2 separate regions of the Mus musculus genome follow, and region 1 is linked to region 2. Evidence: chromatin contacts called from public promoter capture Hi-C data. All regions are on one chromosome and are shown on one strand. Each heading gives the region's core, a stretch centred on a gene start, on an enhancer-like site or on the middle of the called end of the contact. The rest is flanking DNA. Distances are from core to core; before and after follow the strand shown.

What was found. Promoter capture Hi-C pulls out the DNA fragments that hold promoters and counts their contacts.
Region 1: a contact with region 2 is called in a promoter capture Hi-C map of liver. The contact joins the enhancer-like site here to the promoter of Sik3 in region 2. A contact is called at or near these places in 18 of 39 promoter capture datasets (3T3-L1-derived adipocytes, the C10 cell line, the HPC-7 cell line and 12 more), 2 of 15 datasets of contacts at CTCF or cohesin (CD8 T cells and the G1E-ER4 cell line), 28 of 484 Hi-C or Micro-C datasets (3T3-L1-derived adipocytes, the AtT-20 cell line, CD4 T cells and 13 more), 44 of 115 datasets of contacts at active chromatin or transcription factors (the 230-238 cell line, CD8 T cells, the HPC-7 cell line and 26 more) and 4 of 9 other capture datasets (adipose tissue, embryonic stem cells, liver and 1 more).

Annotation. Positions count from the first base shown.
Region 1 is chr9:46,148,742-46,152,076 of GRCm38.p6, forward strand. The region is part of intron 3 of Sik3 (SIK family kinase 3); the gene reads left to right. Among named protein-coding and RNA genes, the nearest start is that of Gm46110, 71 kb to the left of the region's middle. Within about 2 kb of position 1,615, at least 120 of the 459 cell types and tissues checked have an H3K27ac peak or open chromatin away from gene starts, as enhancers often do. A contact at or near this core is called in CD8 T cells, the G1E-ER4 cell line, the HPC-7 cell line and 21 more, where this site is marked.
Region 2 is chr9:46,011,119-46,014,372 of GRCm38.p6, forward strand. Sik3 (SIK family kinase 3) reads left to right here and starts at 1,702. Exons shown (of 25, transcript NM_027498.3): 1 at 1,702-2,012. The coding sequence starts at 1,740. It also overlaps a transcript of Pafah1b2 not described here.

The sequences.
Region 1 (3,335 bases), core at 365-2,864, 140 kb after region 2:
CGGAAGCACACCGCATGATATTTTTTTCTACGTGTAGGAACTCAAGAATAGAAGCATCATTCAGACTAGCCAACCTGTGCTGATACACTGGGACAGTATGAGAGGCATCTGTTTCTACTGCAGGAAACCACAATTAACATTTTATTAAAAGACTTTTGGGATAGGAGGAGGTGCCTTATCACAAGCAAACAGGCCTTTGGATTTAGAGATACGGAGCCCTGTGAAAATCAGTCATGCTTCATGTAATCATGTAAATGGGCTAGGTATCAAAAGTATTTAAAAAGAACAGAAAATGCCCTTAGTTTACAAAACCTGCTTAGTGGCAAAGTGAGTTTAAAAAAATATATGGTCAGAACTCTGTTGGTGGGTGGGTCCTGCATCCACATTTGTACTGGTTGCATTTCCCATGCCACTGTTCTCTGAACAACATACACATGTCAAGTACTTCACATGTGCCAGCTAGTGCACAAGTACAAGAAGCAGTGATGAATACAGAAGACACAAATCCCTGTTGACACTTGTTAGTAGGAGAGACAAACAACACACAAACTACATAGATGTGTAATTAGTCAGAAGATGATAAAGTGTGAAAAGTCTGGGGCCAGAGGAGCAGTGGAGAGTTGGCTCAGTTGTTAACAGCCCCTGCCGCTCTTGAAGGGGGACCAGAGTTCAATTCTTAGCATCCACGTGGTTTCTCACTACCTTCTGTGACTCTAGTTCTAGAGGCTCTGACTCCCTCTTCTGGCTTCTGTGGTCACCAGGCACACACGTGATACACAGAGAAGCATGCCAGTATAACACCCACACTAAGATAAAATCAAAGGGCAGTCAAGGGAGGACTCGGAGAAGGCTGTAATGCGATCAAAGTTCACATGTTGCTGGGAGAAAGTCAGGAGAGAACAGCGGTCCTAAGGCAAGAGCACTGTATCTGTTAGAACATGACAGAGTAGTAGGGAGAACTTTGGGGTAGTAGAATATCTCTGTATCTTTTGGAGCCAGGAGTTAAGTAAGACAGGCTTACTTGTGTGCACATGTGCAGACATTCTCACCAAGGAGTAACTCCCCAGGAAGAAAAACTGGCAGTAATTCTGCATCCTGATTACAGTGAGAAGGTTGTGTATCTGCATGTGTGCTAAAACGACACGGATACATATCACACCCATATCAGATTCTGGGCCTTGCTTCTCTTCTCTAATTGTGTAAGACTTAGCCATTGAGGAAGGTACTGGGGACCTGTTTGTATTCTCTTCCCAGTGACTTGTGACTGTTTAGAGAACAGATGCAGAAAGCCTTGGGCAGAATTGGAGATAATACTTAGGCATGTTATCAAGAGATCTTGAAATCTGGTGGCTGTTCACCCCAATTGGTGATGCTAGACAGGGTGGAAACCAGCGTGAGAAGTTGCTGGCTTCTGGGAATTTTGGGGGGTGGAGCTCATAGATTGCGTTGCTGTGTTGGATTGTGAGTCTGGGAGAAGAAATGTACAACACGGACCACTGGCAAGCTAGACAGACTGTAAAAAGAACCCCTAGCACGCCCAGAAGCCCTCTGTGTGTTTCTGCCAGGAAACAGAGCACCAAGCCTGCTTCCTCTACCCTGCGGCACCCTGACCTTCACGTCTGAGGACAATAGGAGAGCAAAGTGAGCACTCTCATTAACCTGCTTGCGGGCAGCTTGAGTTATTTTGGCCTCACCCTGGCTCTTTTGGAAAGAAGCATTTGCTTGATAAACAGGAAGTTGTTTCCAGGGCTGTAGGAAGAACAAATGATAGAACCAAGTAGCACTCTAAAGGGTTGCTGGCTCTGGTTAGTTTGGAAGGGCAGACATGGTTTCAGGCCACCACACAAGACCAGCAGAGGTGAGGCTGCGCTCACCTTCCATCTCAGGAAACAGTTTTGCCCATTGCTTGACCTGCCGTGGTTTCCATCAGCTCTGAAGAAGGAGACAGTCTGCACAGAGTGGAAAAGTGACTTATTTTAAGAAATGTTAGCTCCCTTCCTCTGTTCTATTAGTGGCATACCTCTAAGACGCCAGTGAGGCTGCTGGTCTAGGCAAGCAAAAACTGGCCTGTGTGTTTTATTCTTTGAAAGGTTCGAACTTGAATATCCACAGCATATCCCACCTCCACTTGGTGCCCCAGTAGACTGGGACAGAGTGAGAGTGAATTCTGAGGCAGGTCTGTGTGCTAGTGCTGTAGTGTTTTTGAACTGCAGACTCCATTCATTATTCTGTCACCCTCAGAGGGTATGTGAGCCTCAGAGTGCCACTGATGTTTGAAAGACTTCATGGGCGAGCACCTGAGGACCCATGGCAAGTGACCTGCCATGACTGGTAAGTGGGAAGAGATCCTCTGCCCCACTTTTGATAAGACCTCAAAAGGGAAGGAAATGCATTTCTGTTTTAGCTGGCTGGAGCCATGTTACAGTAAAGAACACTTAAATCAGCACCACATTTCAACAATAAGCTGCCAGTTAGTGCTGGGAAAGGTCGGCATGGCAGACTTTACATAGCAGGTGTCTCCTTGATGTCTGCTGAGGGAAGGAAGGGCAAGAATCAGAAGCTGATCAGAAGCCAAGGTCTGGGTACAGTTGAGACTCTATCAGGGCTGGCATTGGTAGCCAAGACACAGGAGAGCTAGCTCACCAAATGGCCTGGAGGAAGTTACTTCTAGCTGGAATCCTGCTGAAGTCCAGACTGCTTTTCTTTGACTGTTTCACTGTGTGAAAGTGCCCCACTGTAGATTCAGATCCTCTGACTGTGTAAGTGTAGGCTGGCTACTGTTCTGGGTTTCTCCCTCAGAGGTTAAATATCCCATCTGGACTTGAATATTTGCTTCCTGCCCACTGAGTCTGTAGGAACATAAAGCAACCATTTGTCAGCAGACCACTGAAAGGCAGGTTTCTACAGGGAATGAAACTGCAGGCCATTGGTTTCCTGGCACACCCACCTGATATTAGACTGAGAGCAAACTAATGGGTGGGGGGAGCCCAGTGCATGAAAATAAAAGCTGAGGCTAAGGTGTGAATGCACATGAGCCCAGAAGACAGAGCTGGAGGAGAGGAGCACAGAGCCCAGCGAGGAGCAGCAGAGTCAAGTGCTGGACTTGGGGAAGCCTGATGTGCCGCAGCTGCTTAAGTGACAGCCACAGCTACACCCACAGTTACAGCAGTAGTGTGTGGATGTTTGTAGTCGCAGTTCTGGGTGGTGTGCGTATTCCAGGCTACCCAGTATGCTGCCACTGATGCCTTCCGCCCGGACCCCAGAGTGATGAGGGTTCTGAGCAGCACAGGCAGCTGTTGGAGAGCTTGGAGCTCTTCACAAAATTCTTAACTCTT
Region 2 (3,254 bases), core at 452-2,951:
GTACTGATTCTAAGCCTTCCAGAGAGAAAGCTTGTTTTTCTTTGTCTTACCAGGAGAGCTCCCCACCTCCAGGGAGATGGTAAACCTCATTCTGAGGTCCAGCCCCTAAGTTATTGGCTTTGCTAGATTCCAGCAAGGGCCATGAAGTTGTAAGGGCCACACCCAATCATTCATCTCAGATTTCGTAATCTCACTTGATGAATAGGTTTAAGCAGCCTAAGAAGCAAGGTCCACTTCATCCCTGTCTTTATTTGCTTGTAAAGGAGCCAATTAGTGTTAATTGTGCTGGCAATTTGAAATAGCCACCAGGGAACTGATTCAAGGCAGTTGTGGGATGACCCCTCTGTCCCATCCTAGACCCAGCCATTACTTATGTCACATGGGGGGAATCAGAACATTGGGGAAAGACCTGTGGTCAGAAAGGGTAAGCATGTATTTCCTTTCTCACATACCCAGTGACCTGGATGTCACTTTTTGATACTGCACAGAGATGTGACAATACTCCTGTGCCATGGAGGGAGATACAGGTGTGGGTAGAATAGCACTGGATACATGAGATACAATTATATAGAGGAATGCACACAGCCTTCTTCCTTCCTTTTCTAACGGACCAAAGGCTATCTCTCCTTTACAGCCCAATTTCCTATCCCCACCAGAGGCAGATAAATCAATCTACTTAATAAGGAAGGAGGAGGGGGAGAGGCTCAGTTACAGCCCAGGATGTGGAATGTCAGATAACAGGAGGGAAGAAAGAGGGATATGAGTTTTATTGCAGGGGTTATTAATTTGATCACTCTTAATGTCCTTGGAGAGTCATTAGTAGGGATGGAATTTATATTAGTTACTCGTTTTGCTTAACGGATTGCTCATCTTTAAGCATGACGTGGCCCTGAATGCAACACACTTCACCAGTACTAACCCAGCAACAGAAAACGAGTGAAGAGATTCTGACCAACTGGCTGGAGAATTGTTCCGAGTCAGGGGTGGCAGGAAGGAAAATGACGGTCCTTTTCTGGCCCTCACCCACCCAAAGACTGGAACGCATGTTTGGGATGGGTTCAACATCCTTGAATATGCAAACTCTAATTTCCGCACTCTTCTGTGTTCGATGACTTATTAGATTGATTGTACGAAGTGAGCTGGGCTTTGTAAGAGTTTTTGCTGAACAATTCCCCTGCCTTGCTACCAACTTGGTTACAGTTGCTTAAATACTGTAGCTATTCCTGCCTCTGTGGCCTCCAGGGCTAAAGTGGGACAAGGCTGGTATTTTTGGTGACGAGGAAATCCTTTTAAGGGAGGTTTGGTGATGACTGAACTGGGACACAGGTCGGAGCAGGGATCCCATCAGCGAACCAGGGGCCATCGGGAGTCTGGTTCTGGGGTCTCCCCATCTCATATCCCTACCTCGCTAGGCGCGGCGGAAGCTTAGAAGTTGCTGCTGACCCTCGACGTTTTCAATGCCTGTTCCCCAGAGGGGGGCACTAGGGAGCCGGCGCCTCAGGAACAGGGACCCACGCGGGAAGGTCGAGCTCGCCCGGTGAGGTCACGGTTGCCATGGCTTCGGGCAGTGACGCGCGTCCGCACGTGACGCGCGGTTGCCATGGCGTCGGGCGCCCGGCGGCGCGGGAGCCCCGCCTCCCGGAGTGACGTCTGTCGGCAACCCCCCTCTTTCGGCCCCCCCGCGCCCCCTCCCCCCCGGCCGGCTCCCCGCGGCCCCGGAGGTTTCACTGCACAACAAGATGGCGGCGGCGGCGGCGAGCGGAGCTGGCGGGGTTGCCGTGGCCGGAGCAGGGGGAGCCGGGCCGGCCGGCCGCCTGCTGCCTCCGCCCGCCGCGGGGCCCCCGGCAGCCCCCGCCGCAGTGCCCCCGGCCGCCGTCCCGGCGCGTCCCACAGCCCCGGCCTCCCGCGGGTCGATGGCCGCTCGCATCGGCTACTACGAGATCGACCGCACCATCGGCAAGGGCAACTTCGCTGTGGTCAAGCGGGCCACGCACCTCGTCACCAAGGCCAAGGTAGTGGCGCTGGGGACCGCGCGGCTGCGGGCTGCGCTGCCCGGGGGGCGTTGCAGCAGGGCGGTGGGGCCAGGGGAGTCCGCGATTCCCCGGGGCTCGGGTCAGGGTCAGCAGTGGGGACCGGTGCTGGCGGGAGAAGGCAGGGACCTCAGAGCGGAGGGGTTCCGGAAGGGGGGGCTCCGGGAACTTAGCAGCTGGACATCGGAGAGGTCCCCAGGGCTGTGCGCAGGGTCGGGGGGGGGGGGTGACTGGAAAGGAGGCGTTGGAACTCTCTGGGGGCCGGCGGACTGCACGCCAGGAAGACTCCGGAACCAGCAATTAGGAAACCATCAGAACGAGGGCAGGGGCATATGAAATGTGGACCACAGGATGGGGGAGACGCGCAAACTGGCTGCCTCAGGCTTCCCAGGACGGCTGGGGCATGGGGCTGAGGGTGTGCGGTGGGGTGCAAGACACCGGGAAGAGAAGGACCTGGCACCTATACCAGAGAAAGGAATCCACGTTTGATTATTTAAGACGGGGAGATGGTGTCAGTTGTAAGCCTGAGGAAGTATACTTGATTATGGGAAGAGTCAGTGAAGAAAGCAGGGAAATAAGGGGGAAAAAAATGGAATGGACCCATGACCAGATGTCCCAAGGCTCAGGGTTCCTGGTGACACTAGCTAACCAAGGGTTAAACAATTTAGGATAAGATGGTTTGCTGGTTATTTTTAGTTGTCAGAGGGTCTGAAATGGTGGGCTTTTTAGAACTCGGGGTGGGCTTTTCAGTAGGGAAGGGAACCGTGGGATTGGCACGACAGAATTCCACTCATTTGGGCCCTTTGGTTCCCAAGGGATTTGAGGAGCTGTAGTAGTGAAACTGGCCAAGGTCAGTTAGGAAACCATGTATGTATACGCATGTAGTATATTTTTTAAAGGACTCAGAGGGTAGCACTTTTACCTATCTTTCTTCATTGAGAGTATCAAGGAAAATCATTCAGTTTTGATGGAAGCCACAAAACCCATTTGAATTCCCAACTCGTCTTTGCTCAATACCTCACTTAAATGGATACTTTTAACGTAGTAGTCATTCCTTATATTTAAAACAGTAGCTTGAGTTTTTCTTCCGCCTGGCTAATGAAAAACCTTTACTACCTAAGCATGCTCCTCCGGGAGACCCAGGACTCCCCTCCCCTCCTCCCCCTGGCCGCTGTTTACCTTAGCCTACCTTGTTTTGGCTTTTATAGCAGTCCCTCCCTGCCA